2 separate regions of the Zea mays genome follow, and region 2 is linked to region 1. The links are chromatin contacts, called in public Hi-C maps. All regions are on one chromosome and are shown on one strand. The core of a region is the stretch at or near the end of the contact, and the rest is flanking DNA. Distances in the headings are between cores, read along the strand shown. Region 1 holds the start of LOC100277464. Region 2 holds the start of LOC100193755.

Region 1 (6,143 bases), core at 2,064-4,563:
CGGGCGCAGTAAACCAATCAGGCGCATTGTGTTCTAGGATACGTGGGAAATCTGTATATCTTTCTATAAAAAATATTCAAAGATAATCGTTCGGACGCACAACAGCAATAATACATTAATGCACGTTTTGCGGCTTTTGCCCGTGGACATTTGACAACAGGAAGAGATGTAGCGCCTACAAAAAAGATGCCTCTTATTAGAGTGAGAAAAGGAATCAGCTTCCCCTGTGAAAACAGCACTAATGTCGTGGCGTGAGAAGTCATATTTAGATCGACGCTAATCAATTGATTAGCTACTACCAACCTCGACAGGAAGAGACAAGACAAACATGCCCTGGCAGTGGCACTACCGCACTAAGCACTGGATTTAGGGGGTGTTTGGTTAGAAGACTAAAGATTCTCTAGTTTTTAGTCTCATTTAGTCCCTTTTTTTTTGCCAAACACTAGGACTAAAATATGGACTAAAATGATTTAGTCTTTAGTCCTTCACATAGGTGCTAAAAGAGACTAAAATAGAGTACATGAGTGTATTCCAAGGGTATTTGGGTCTTTGGACAGTGTATTTAATGACTTTAGAATCTATTTAGTCCCTAGAACTAAACAAGTAAGGACTAAAGTTTAGTCCTACAACTAAAGTTTAGTCCTAGGACTAATTGAAACCAAACATGGCCTTAAACTGACTTCATATGGTCATGCGAGAATGATGCTTGATAACCCCGCGTCAGAGTAGACAGATAGCTGGGTCGACAGGGACAAAGCGTACACACTACACCGGAACGAGCGGGGCTGGACAGCACAGGTAAACAATGATTGTTTCCGAAAGGAGACAGATAAACAATGATCAGTGGGAGAGGTGTGGGACAGGATCAAAGGAGAGGAAACCGACGTGCTGGTGCTCGTCCGGAGAAAAGCGCCCTTAGTCTGAAAAAGCATGGACGACACGCCCCTCGCTGAGACAATTCGGTGAGCAACTGAGCACCCACCCATTAACAACAACATCCGAAAAGGAGCACAATTGGGGTTGGTCTAGGCATGTGTACTGCGTGCAAAAGATGGATAGCAAGCAGAGGCATCTGTCGGGATAGCGGTTGAGCGCAGGCAGCTTCCATGCATGTACCACCCACCATACCTCACTCGTAGCTGTTGCCGGGACTCGGGAGGACGAGGAGGATCCGTCTTCCGAATTCCGAACCTGAATCCCCGCGGCTCCCCAGTCCACCGTTTCGGCAGACGAGCGACAAGCGCGCTCGATGGCGATGGCTCGCTTTGCGGACGATCAGTAGGATTTGTAGTCGTGAACCTGGTGGGCATTTGGCCCTGCACCACCGCTAGCAGCCTGTATTGTCGTGTCGTGTCGACGCTTGCATGAGCATGAGCTTATTGGGCTCCACAGCCTACCACGATAATTGGTGGACTCGGGCTCCGCTTCACATCCACTGATGGACTGGAACCGATTTGACTCAATCGTGATGGGCTGCTGGGCGCCGGAGGCCCATGGGCCATTTGTTCTCTTTGCGCATGCATCGCTTCGATTGCTGTCTTTCCTCCTCCTCTTTGCAGTCTATCACAGCTACTGTTTTTCTTTTTCCTTCTTCCATTTTCCTTGCAAACTGCACGGACTACTACTCTCCATTTTCCATAAAGAGGCAGGGGGAAGAGAGCACCTCTGATCCTAAAGCAGCATGCCTTCTGTAGCTCTGTGCATGGAATGGCCTCCAACAGCCTCCAGGGGCAGTGGCTTCTCGTGCAGTAGGTTACATTTCGGTACTCCACCGCGCAAAGATTATTGCCATGAGACACGTTCACAGATGCAAGCTCTAGCAGCGCTACGCCTGAATTGGCAGTCACCTGCTGCTTCAGCTTCAACCAAACGCGTGCAATGTCTGATTTGTTAATGACACAGCACCACCACGTGCCCAAAGAACACGTGGACTCTGTACAGCATATACTAGCACTTCGTTAGCTTTTGCATCGTCGACAAACCTTTGGTCCGACGAACAACAACTCCCCCCCCAACGAACGAACGGCTAACGTGGCGCCACCACCGCACCCGCACGCGGTCCCTTTTTCTACTGCCTTCACGCGCGGTCGTAGCCTCGTATAGTATAGGTGAGCGGCCACCGGGACACGCGCGCGCGGTCGAGCCGTGCCGCGAGATTCCGGCGCAGCGCCTGGTATGGGTCGGTCGGGCCGGTCCGGGGTTTACAAATTCCTCGCGCTCGCCTGGTCCAGCGCCGGACGCCATGTGTTCCAGCGTCGCCGTACCTAACCTCCTCCCACCCTTCAGCCTTGTGAGCTGTGAGTCAGCTCCCGTGGCGCGGGCAAGCGAGCGGCCACGCTGGGACGGGCGGTCCAGCGGTGCGGGCGCGACGGCGACCGTGGCGTGGCGTGGTGACCTGGCCCTGCCATCACCTCGCCTCCAGAATTGCGGTTGAGACCGACGCTGGGATTCGCCGTGGGCCTGCAAAATCGTAGAGCCGGCGTCGAATGCCAACTTGTGGGAGTATTTAGGTACCACTGCTGGGCGGCAATACGCTTGTGTGTGTGCTTTGGCGTCCAGTTCGTTGAGCAGAATATACTATTACGTGTGACAGTGATTCGATCGGGCAGCAGCAGCAGCATGCAGCGGCCGGGCGATCGCGCCAAAAAAATGTTTTGTTTACAGGTCCGGACAACGGGCAACAGCCAGCCCGCTGGAAATCGCAGCGCTTAGGCGCGTATCCGTACACGCCACTTCATCACCAGATACTAAGCGTTCTGGTACTTTACCCCAGTTCGTTCGTGGGGCAAGCCGGCAAGGGAATAATATATCTTGTCTTGTCTGCAACAGGGTGCACTGCATGCCTGGCGGTACAAAGAAAACAAGCTGTTTCTCGGCACAGTTACTTATTCAATACTCCCTCCGTTTCTTTTTATTAGTCGCTGGATAGTGCAAAATTGCACTATCTAGCGACTAATAAAAAGAAACGGAGGTAGTAGTACGTAATGCAGATTGTTGCCGGCACGTAAAAGCAGCGAGTGGTGGTAGGAGTTCAGTGCGGAAGGAGACGGCGGCACATCGGCAGAGTGGCATGGCAGCGCACGAGTCCGAATCACATTTTACACGGCCAGGTCACTGTCCCTGGCTCTTGCTTGTCCGTAATGCGCTCGCCCCGGCAACCCTGTCGCGTTAAACCCATAAGCTAATCCTGTCATGTCCCGGGATCCCCCCATCACTTTCAGAAAAGGCCCGATTCAAACCTACCTTCCTGCCGTGTTCCCTTGGTCACGAGCGCGCTCTATATATCGGCTTGGTTTCCTCTGGATGGCCGGCCACTTGACCTGACCACCACCAGCAACAGCACCACGCACGCACGCACGCATAACTCACACGCGAGCCACAGGAACGACAGGACAGAGAGACATTGCCGCGCTGCGTTGCGTGCCACAGCCACACACACGAACTCCAGCGGCTGTGTTCCTGTGCGAGCGAGGCAATGCAAGCAAGCAGGAGCAGGAGCAGGAGCAGGATGGGTTCTTTGCACCACCCGCGGTCACCGGAGGAGAACTACGTGAGGCTGCAGGGCCGGCGGGGGCGGCGGCGGGGGTTTCGGCTGTGCCCGAGGAACCGCTTCTTCTCCGTGCGGCGGCTGCGGGTCGAGCTGCTCACGTTCCTGGGCCTCGTCGGCCGCTACGTGCGCCTGCTCGTGCGGAAGCTGTCGGCTAGCAGCAGCGGCGGCGGTGGCGGCTGCGCGCGGAGGACCGGCAGCAGAAGGGTTCTCGTCGTGACGACGACGACGACGACTGCCGGGAAGAAATACAAGGCGCCGGCGCCGGCGCCGATCGTGCGGTCCAACTCCTTCTACTCCCAGGCCATCGCCGACTGCCTCGAGTTCATCAAGCGCAACTCCGTGCCCGCCGAGGACTACGGCAGCCTCAGCGCCCGGAGGTAAGTAGCCTAGTAGGCAGCTAGGCGCTCCAGGGCTCCAGGCTCCGTCGTCCGTCTGGAGCAGCTGGCAGCAGGACAACAGGATCGAAGAAGAAGAAACACGCTTACACGCTACCCGAGTGGCGTGGCCGTGGCACATACATATGCGTGTTCCCATCGGAGCCATACAGATGTGGATCTTCTGGTACATACACACGTACGGATGTAATAGAGTGTTTGAAACTTCTAGAGTTGCAAATGCATGTTGAACTTTTTTTTGATGGCATGTTCGTCTGCACACGCTTGCCATACATTTACCATCTATCGTGTCGTCGCTCAATGGCCTGTAGAGGGGAGTGGTGGCGGTACGAGTACGATCGACGCTGGAGCCATTTCTTAATTTTCGTCATGACCCGTGCGTTTATTCCTTTTTTTCCTGAATAAAATAAGCAAGCGATGACGACGGGACGGGCCGGGAGTGGTCTTTGACGTACGAAGCTTCTTAAATTTTCGTTTCTGTGTGCCCAGCTGAAAACGGGGTGGGGGTGTGGTTTCCGACCAACGCAAATTCCAGAAATGCTAAACAACCAAGTCTAGCCTGCCATTACTCTATTTTGTCTTAGGGCATGTACAGTGGAGAGACACTAAAACGGTTCTCTAAGCACAGGAGACAACTAAGAGACTCTATTGTACAATGGAGTGTCTATAAACGTAGTCTATTAATAAATACAGAATTAAATGTATTTGTATAGCATCAGATCGATAGAACAGACGACAAATTCGTACAGTGGGAAGTGAGGCGTCTGTTGTTACTTGGTTTACGAGCCAGAGGCGTCTCTTCACGGAGAGACGGCTCTAAGATTTTTTTGCAAATAACCCCCTAAAACACCTTAACAGCCCCCACATTAAACACCACTGTACATGCCCTTATCGGTTACACAGCTGAAGGATTAGTTGGAGTGGTGTGGATAACGCTGGTTTGTCATTGGTCTTAGCTACTCTGTATTGGTCCCTCGGCCTCGGGTACATACATATCACGATTCTGGTTGGCGGTTTGGCGTGACTGCCATTGTATCATTCAAAAAAAATCCTACTGTACTAGTACCATGTTTTCATATGGTGGCTATTGAGTTGTATCTAAGGGTGACAATGAACTCTAAATTTTACACTATAAGATTTAAGGATCAAGTCGGGTTAGAATCGAACTTTATTTATATTAATTTTTTAACTAAAATTTATTTAGCGTCCTAACATTTTATGAAAAAAGTCATGATCTATTACCAATCCTAGTTGTATCTTTCAGTCAATTCAACCTAAAAGTTTAAGACGTTGTCCGGCTGCTGCTGTTGCTACAGTGCTCTGTGAGAGAGTTTGCAGCCACATCCACAGCCGTTTCTCTAGCTCATGGTACATTTGTACACATGGTACATATACAGTCAGACTAGTCTACTCGTGATGGAAATTACCCTGGACATCGGTTTGTCCATAGCCGATAGAAAAGCCCAGCATGGCTCGGATGTGGATCAGTGAAATCAACCAATGGGCCACGCGATCGTCTTCTTTATTCCAGTCCACTGGAACAAAACGCTGCAGCCGAACCATCTCTGCGAACAGAAAAAGAGAAGCGCCGAAGCGGTCTTCTGTCTCTGCTTTTACCATGAAGCATGAGCCAAAAGGATGGTTGGTGGTGGGCGCTGGGCAGTCGGCCGCGTGTTCCTATGCGCGTGTTCGTGGTTCTCCCATCTGTAACGAAAGACAGCATCATTAAAAGGCCCTGACAGAAAAACACAAAGCAAATGCGCGTACCATTACCAAGATTAAGCAAGACGGATCGCTAGGACCATGAGGAGTATCTGATAAAATGTATCCTGATAAAATGCACACGGTGTTTGGTTCACTCACTGGTAACGTAAATGATTTTAGGAATGGATCGCGGAAGGGGCAGGAGTGGGATCAGTGATTATATGAACTGTTTGGTTGGGTATGGTAACGCTATCGTGGAGTCAAGTAAAGCAAAAAGTGCTTGAGCAGCGGCAGCCAGTAATGCGGTAACGCTTGGGTAGAGGAGGAATCAAAGGTCCAATTATGCCTTACGGCCCGATCTTAACCAAACGCAAGTAACACTTTCTATTTTCCTGCGTGAACAGTGTAACTTTATATTTTTTACGATCCAAACAGCATCATAGGACTTTCGGTAACACACGAGGTGAGAGATTAACTTTAAGTTTTATAAAACA
Region 2 (6,143 bases), core at 2,100-4,599, 510 kb after region 1:
GTTATAGAAGTTTGTAGTTGACAACTTTTTCATTTGAAGTCATATTGTCAACAAAAACTATGCCTGAATTTAAAAAATTTAAATTTTGAATTTTGAAAACAACCTCGAAAGAAAAAACCACCAACGTGAAAGTTGTAGGTATTGAAGAGTTATGAAACTTTGTAGTTGACAATGTTTTGGTTTGAAATCATCTTGCCAGGCAAAACTATGTTTGAATTTTGAATTTTAAATTTTTTAAACTACCTCGGATGGAAAAACCACCAAAATAAAAGTTGTAGGTCTTGAAATGTTATGAAACTTTGTAATTGTCAACTTTTTTATTTGAAATCATCTTATCATTGAAAAATTCGTGTGAAGTTTTCAAATTTAAAATTCAAATTTTGTAAACGGTCTCGGATGTAGAAACTATTAAAATAGAATTTATAGATATCAAAAAGTTATGCAACTTTATAGTTGGTCACATTTTTAAATAAAATGGTACTGATAAAATGGTATAGTATAATGTGCTGTGTGTGACTAAAGAAATCAAAGACTTCTCTAAATATGAAATAAAATGGTACTGATTAAGGTGGTAGTCTGATTGGTGAATACCCATGGAAACCCATACCTATACAAATCCATCTATACCCATGGGTATCCACCATTTTGACCCGCAATATAAAATAAACCCACCCAACCCAACCCGTTAATAATTAAAACCCATCACAACCCACCAAAACAAAACCATTTCTTAAACCCACCTAAAATATCCATTTACACTCACCCCATTTGCAGGCCTAGTGATGACTTGAGCAGGCGAGCAAAAGATACTTGGGTATCCTTCTAAAAAGGCCATCGTGCAGCTGCTTCGCATGGTCGAGCAAGTTACCTCCAACAGGTGCGCAGCAGAGCTGCAAGTGTAAGATACCCTTACTATAATTCATCATACTACCAAAACCAAGATTTAAGCGTCATCTGAGGCATTGGAGAAGCACCGAAAAAGCATCCTTGGACGAAACTTGTGGAACAGAAGCATACGTGCAACTGCAAGGCCGCAGCAACAGCTTCCTGCTAAAGCAAGGCTCTGCCCTTGAGAAGCTTCATCCAGAAGAGCCATAGCTGGTGCAGGGAATTTACTTGCAAGAAACATAGATATTCGCAGTATAAAGGTGTTCCTGGATCCTGCACATGCCATGACAACAAGGGGGCAAAAAATAGCAGCAGGCATTTGACATGGAACCCAAACTCGCGGTCGCGGTGTTCGTCCTGTTCCTAGCGTTTGCAGCCTGTTCCGCGAACCACCACCGAGACCCCTCTGTCGTCGGATACTCCCAGGAAGACCTCGCACTGCCCAGCAGCCTCTTCAGATCCTGGTCCGTGAAGCACGGCAAGCTCTACGCCAGCCCGACGGAGAAGCTGGAGAGGTACGAGATATTCAAGCAGAACCTGATGCACATCGCGGAAACGAACAGGAAGAACGGGAGCTACTGGCTGGGCCTGAACCAGTTCGCCGACGTCGCCCACGAGGAGTTCAAGGCCAGTTATCTGGGACTGAAGCGAGCACTGCCAAGAGCGGGCGCGCCACAGACACGCACCCCGACAGCGTTCAGGTACGCGGCCGCAGCCGCAGGCAGCTTGCCCTGGTCAGTCGACTGGAGGTACAAGGGAGCCGTGACGCCGGTCAAGAACCAGGGAAAATGCGGTGAGTTCCGTCTCTGGACAATACACGAACGCCATCCTCTTCTCAGCGTGTTGCTGTGCCGATTAGATGCCACTAGACGGTGGGAGATGCGATTACAAGGCGAACAAAAAAAAAATGCTTGCAGGGAGCTGCTGGGCCTTCTCGTCGGTGGCAGCAGTCGAAGGGATCAACCAGATCGTGACGGGCAAGCTGGTGTCGCTCTCGGAGCAGGAGCTGGTGGACTGCGACACCACGCTGGATCACGGCTGCGAAGGGGGGACCATGGACTTGGCGTTCGCTTACATGATGGGGAGCCAGGGGATCCACGCCGAGGACGACTACCCGTACCTCATGGAAGAAGGCTACTGCAAAGAGAAACAGGTTCGCACACAAAAATCTTCACATGTGAACTGGATGATACTAGGACGCAGGGTTCTAATCCTTTGCTCTGGCGTGCGTGTTTAGCCCCAAGCTGACGTCGTCACTATAAGGGCTTGTTCGGTTAGCTCTCAATCCATGTGGATTGAGTGGGATTGGATGGGTTTAAATTCCAAACAAGTCAAACTTCTTAAGAATTTTTTCCAATCCCATCCAATCCATGTGTATTGGGAATAACCGAACAAGACCTAACTGGATTCGAGGATGTCCCGGAGAACAGCGAGATCAGCCTGCTGAAAGCGCTGGCCCATCAGCCTGTCAGCGTCGGCATAGCTGCAGGGAGCAGGGACTTCCAGTTCTACAGAGGGGTAAGTATCAACTGACTTGCCTGTAGTATGGTTGGTTTCAGATGGTGTCATCACTAGCTGTCACAGAAGGGAAGTAACATGTGCGTGTATACCTCGTCTGGCTGGCTGCACTGCTGCAGGGGGTGTTTGACGGGGCCTGCAGCGTCGAGCTCGACCATGCGCTGACGGCCGTCGGGTACGGCTCATCGTACGGCCAGAACTACATCACCATGAAGAACTCGTGGGGCAAGAACTGGGGGGAGCAAGGCTACGTCAGGATAAAGATGGGCACCGGGAAGCCGGAGGGTGTCTGCGGAATCTATACCATGGCCTCCTATCCCGTGAAAAATGCAACACGCTGGGGTGCTTAATATTTTTGTAACGAGTTTGTTCGAAACTATTCTTTTAAATATATCCACATGGCAAAATGCCTTTTTTTTTACCATTGCTGTCAAGATCCCATACTTGATTTCACAAAATCCATGTTGCACTCATCACTCCAGCACGATAGGAACAACTATATATTGTGATCTATCTGCACGACTGTCTTGGAAGGCGATATACGATTGCGCGGCCAAGCGGTAACCGAAGTATGGTCAGTTAATCGGAACAACGTGCTCCCAGCCTCCCAATCTCACCGGCAGGTGTTAATCAAGTATTGCTAACGAAGGATTCGTGGAGTTCAGTTTATCTTCTAAAACCATTTACGAGACACAAGTTGTTTTGAGTCATTATATATCATATTGCTAAGACCTCAGCATCAAAGGTCCCATGGTCTAGTGGTTAGGACATTGGACTCTGAATCCAGTAACCCGAGTTCAAATCTCGGTGGGACCTTTTTTGTTCACATTTTGCCTAAGATTTTTTTTTCATGTTTTTATGTTTTTTAGAGGTAATTCATATTCTGATAATAACGATGAATAAAATGCAAATTTGCCTCAGAATTTGTAGTCGTCCTCGTCCACTTCACAAATTTGCAGTAGAGAGTCCAGTCCAGACTCCATCGAGTTGGTCTTTGGTCGTGCATCGTGCTGAACTGCTGACGCTTCGCGCGGGTCCGAGGTCAGGCAGCAGCAGCACGGAGTAGCACCAGGGCGACCGCCCAGGTTATCGTCGGCCGCCGGCGACCTGTACCCCGGCGAGGAGATGCATCTGAGCGCGAACGAGGGGATCGAGGGTCTGCGATTCGCGGTGACGGGCGGGCAGGGCTTCGTCGGAGCTGCCCTCAGCCTCGAGCTGCTCCGCCGCGGTGCCCGCGAGGTCCGGTCCCTCGATCTCCGCGCCTCCTCCTCCTGGTCCCAGCAGCTCCTCGACGCCGGCGTCCGAATCATCCAAGGTCAGTCCCTCCAGTTTACCATCTTCAGTTCAGATCGCTGCAATCCCCACGGTTTTACTTTGCTGTCGCTGTGGCCTGTGGGTAAATAGCTTACTTCATGCGATTTACTGCGCTGTGAGCAGCAGAATTGGATTCCTCTTAGAATAAGACGGTTTGGAGTGCTTGTAGTCCTTCTATGTTGTAGTTTCGGCTTCTCGTACGAGATGCAAATTACTAAATTAGTGTGTCCAAACGGAGGACGTCACTGTACCACTACTATCTTAATATCTGTGTATCTATGTATCTAGGTAAATAGTTGGTGGCTCTTGCATAGTTGTTTTGCCTGCAATCACCGTGTTACCTTCTGTTTCTCTGTGTTTAATGCAACTGGTTACCAATATATAGCTTGTGGAATGATACATCAGTTTCTTAAGGCCCTGTTTTGCAGGGGACATAAGAAAGAAGGATGATGTGCGGAGGGCTTTCCGTGGAGTGGACTGTGTTTTCCACCTTGCTTCTTATGGCATGTCAGGGAAGGAGATGGTGCAGACTGCGAGATCTGATGAGGTTAATATAAATGGGACCTGCAATGTACTGGACGCTTGCCATGAGCAAGGTGTCAGAAGGCTTGTGTATGTAAGCACATACAATGTGGTATTTGGAGGAAAGCCGATTGTCAACGGAAATGAGGCGTTGCCTTATTTTCCGATTGAAGACCATGTTGATGCTTATGGGCGCAGCAAATCAGTTGCTGAACAGCTGGTACTGAAGAGTAACGGGCGGCCAGCTAAGTAAGTTTACCCTTCTCCTTTGCTAGGCTCCAGTACATTGAAAAATATGGCAAATATGCTCAGTTTTTTTTGTGGACCATGCTGTCCTCCAAACCGACGGTTAGAAAGAAATTGTTTAGGCTGATGCTACCCTTTGCACACTTTTTTAGATTGTGATATTGTCTTCTGAAAAAAATTGTCATCCATAATTGCTCTTTAAACAACAACAAGAATTTCATTTCAGCTTGTAAGCCACGGGTGGCATTTGATTGTATGCAGCCTGTCTTACTGATTGGGTGAAATCTTACAGGAGTGATAAAAGTAGTCGTCTTTATACATGTGCAATTCGCCCTGCTGCTATATATGGACCAGGTGAAGAGCGTCATTTTCCAAGAATCCTGTCCCTTGCAAAGTTGGGATTAGCTTTCTTCAAAATTGGGGACCCAGGTGTCAAGACAGATTGGGTTTATATAGATAATCTAGTTCTTGCTCTGATATTGGCAAGCATGGGACTTTTAGATGACATTCCTGACAGGAAGGGAACTCCTGTAGCAGCTGGTCAGGCGTATTTCATATGCGATGGTAATTGCTTTTACTGTTAGCTTCTGTGATGTCATTACTAATTATACTCATGCAGCTGCACCATCTTTGTGTTTTTTTTTTCTGTCCATAGTGATACTGATAATTTCGTTTTAACTTGAATTTGAAAAAAGTCTAGGCTAGGTAGAGAAGACATTTGTGGTTTGTTGTCTTGATTTTGGCAATAAAAGAAACTGGACCTGTGAGGGAATACTGTCCCACGGCATTGCATTTAAGAAGAAGACCTTGTCATGTAGGTCGACAAAACTTCTAAACACCTACCCCACCCATTCACAGCGGCACTAGGCCTTAGATCTATACTTTGACGTGGACAGATGAGGGGATTTTTTTTAACCCAGCTTGAAATTCGCTCACACGGGAGTTGAATTCAGGACCTGAGGAGTGCTACTCAGTCCATCTAACCAACTCAGCTAGTCCATCTAACCAACTCAGCTAGAAGCCCTTTCGCTTTGCTTTTGGCAATAACACCATTGCTAGCAATATTGTCTTCTCTATGGAAGTATGCTCTGAGGTTGGCGATGGTGCTTACACTCTGTCGGACAGTTGGATTCATGGGCAGAGAATTGAAAATATTGCACCCTGCCTTTTACTTTAGTTCCTAAATAAATGTAGAGTTAACAAGTGCACAGCTTCAAAAGCACTCCCTGACCATGCTTGGGTGACTGATTTGCAAGGGGCATCTTCTGTTCATGTTCACCAAGGAACATATTTGCTGCCTGCTGCCTCTGCTGTGTATACAGGTCACTAAATGAGATTCTCAACACTATTAATAGGTCAAAATCTACCGCAAAGTCCAAGACTTCCTCTCCTGGTTTCTATTACGACACCCCAAACCTGCATAAACCGTCTTGAAAGCTGCACTTGTTGTACCTACATGTCTGTCGAGATCTGTTCCTATGAAAAGCTTATCGCTAATAGGTATAGCTCTAACCTGTCATCTAATTCTTCCTAGAAAAGTCTTTTAGCACTCTCATCATAGCCTACTTTGGGGGCACATATACATTAATAAAACAAGGAAAAAAGGAGACAGAAGATAAAAAGGGCATTGTCTTTTTGACTGCCAATGGTTTGGT

The links. A called contact is a pair of places that touch in the nucleus more often than the background predicts.
Region 2: a Hi-C map of ear shows a contact between it and region 1, with 2.5 times the contacts expected there. The contact joins the promoter of LOC100193755 here to the promoter of LOC100277464 in region 1. A contact is called at or near these places in 7 of 25 Hi-C or Micro-C datasets (bundle sheath, ear, endosperm and 3 more).

Annotation. Positions count from the first base shown.
Region 1 is chr5:210,357,153-210,363,295 of Zm-B73-REFERENCE-NAM-5.0, forward strand. LOC100277464 reads left to right here and starts at 3,314. Exons shown (of 1, transcript NM_001151015.2): 1 at 3,314-4,192. The coding sequence starts at 3,476. The coding sequence ends at 3,931.
Region 2 is chr5:210,864,098-210,870,240 of Zm-B73-REFERENCE-NAM-5.0, forward strand. It overlaps LOC100193755, which reads left to right and starts at 3,350. Exons shown (of 5, transcript NM_001138841.1): 1 at 3,350-3,721; 2 at 4,149-4,491; 3 at 4,781-5,052. The coding sequence starts at 3,532. LOC103627649 (cysteine protease XCP1) reads left to right here and starts at 906. Exons shown (of 5, transcript XM_008647944.4): 1 at 906-1,681; 2 at 1,806-2,041; 3 at 2,126-2,146; 4 at 2,287-2,406; 5 at 2,526-2,827. The coding sequence starts at 1,213. The coding sequence ends at 2,756. It overlaps TRNAQ-CUG (transfer RNA glutamine (anticodon CUG)), which reads left to right and starts at 3,151; the gene lies at 3,151-3,222.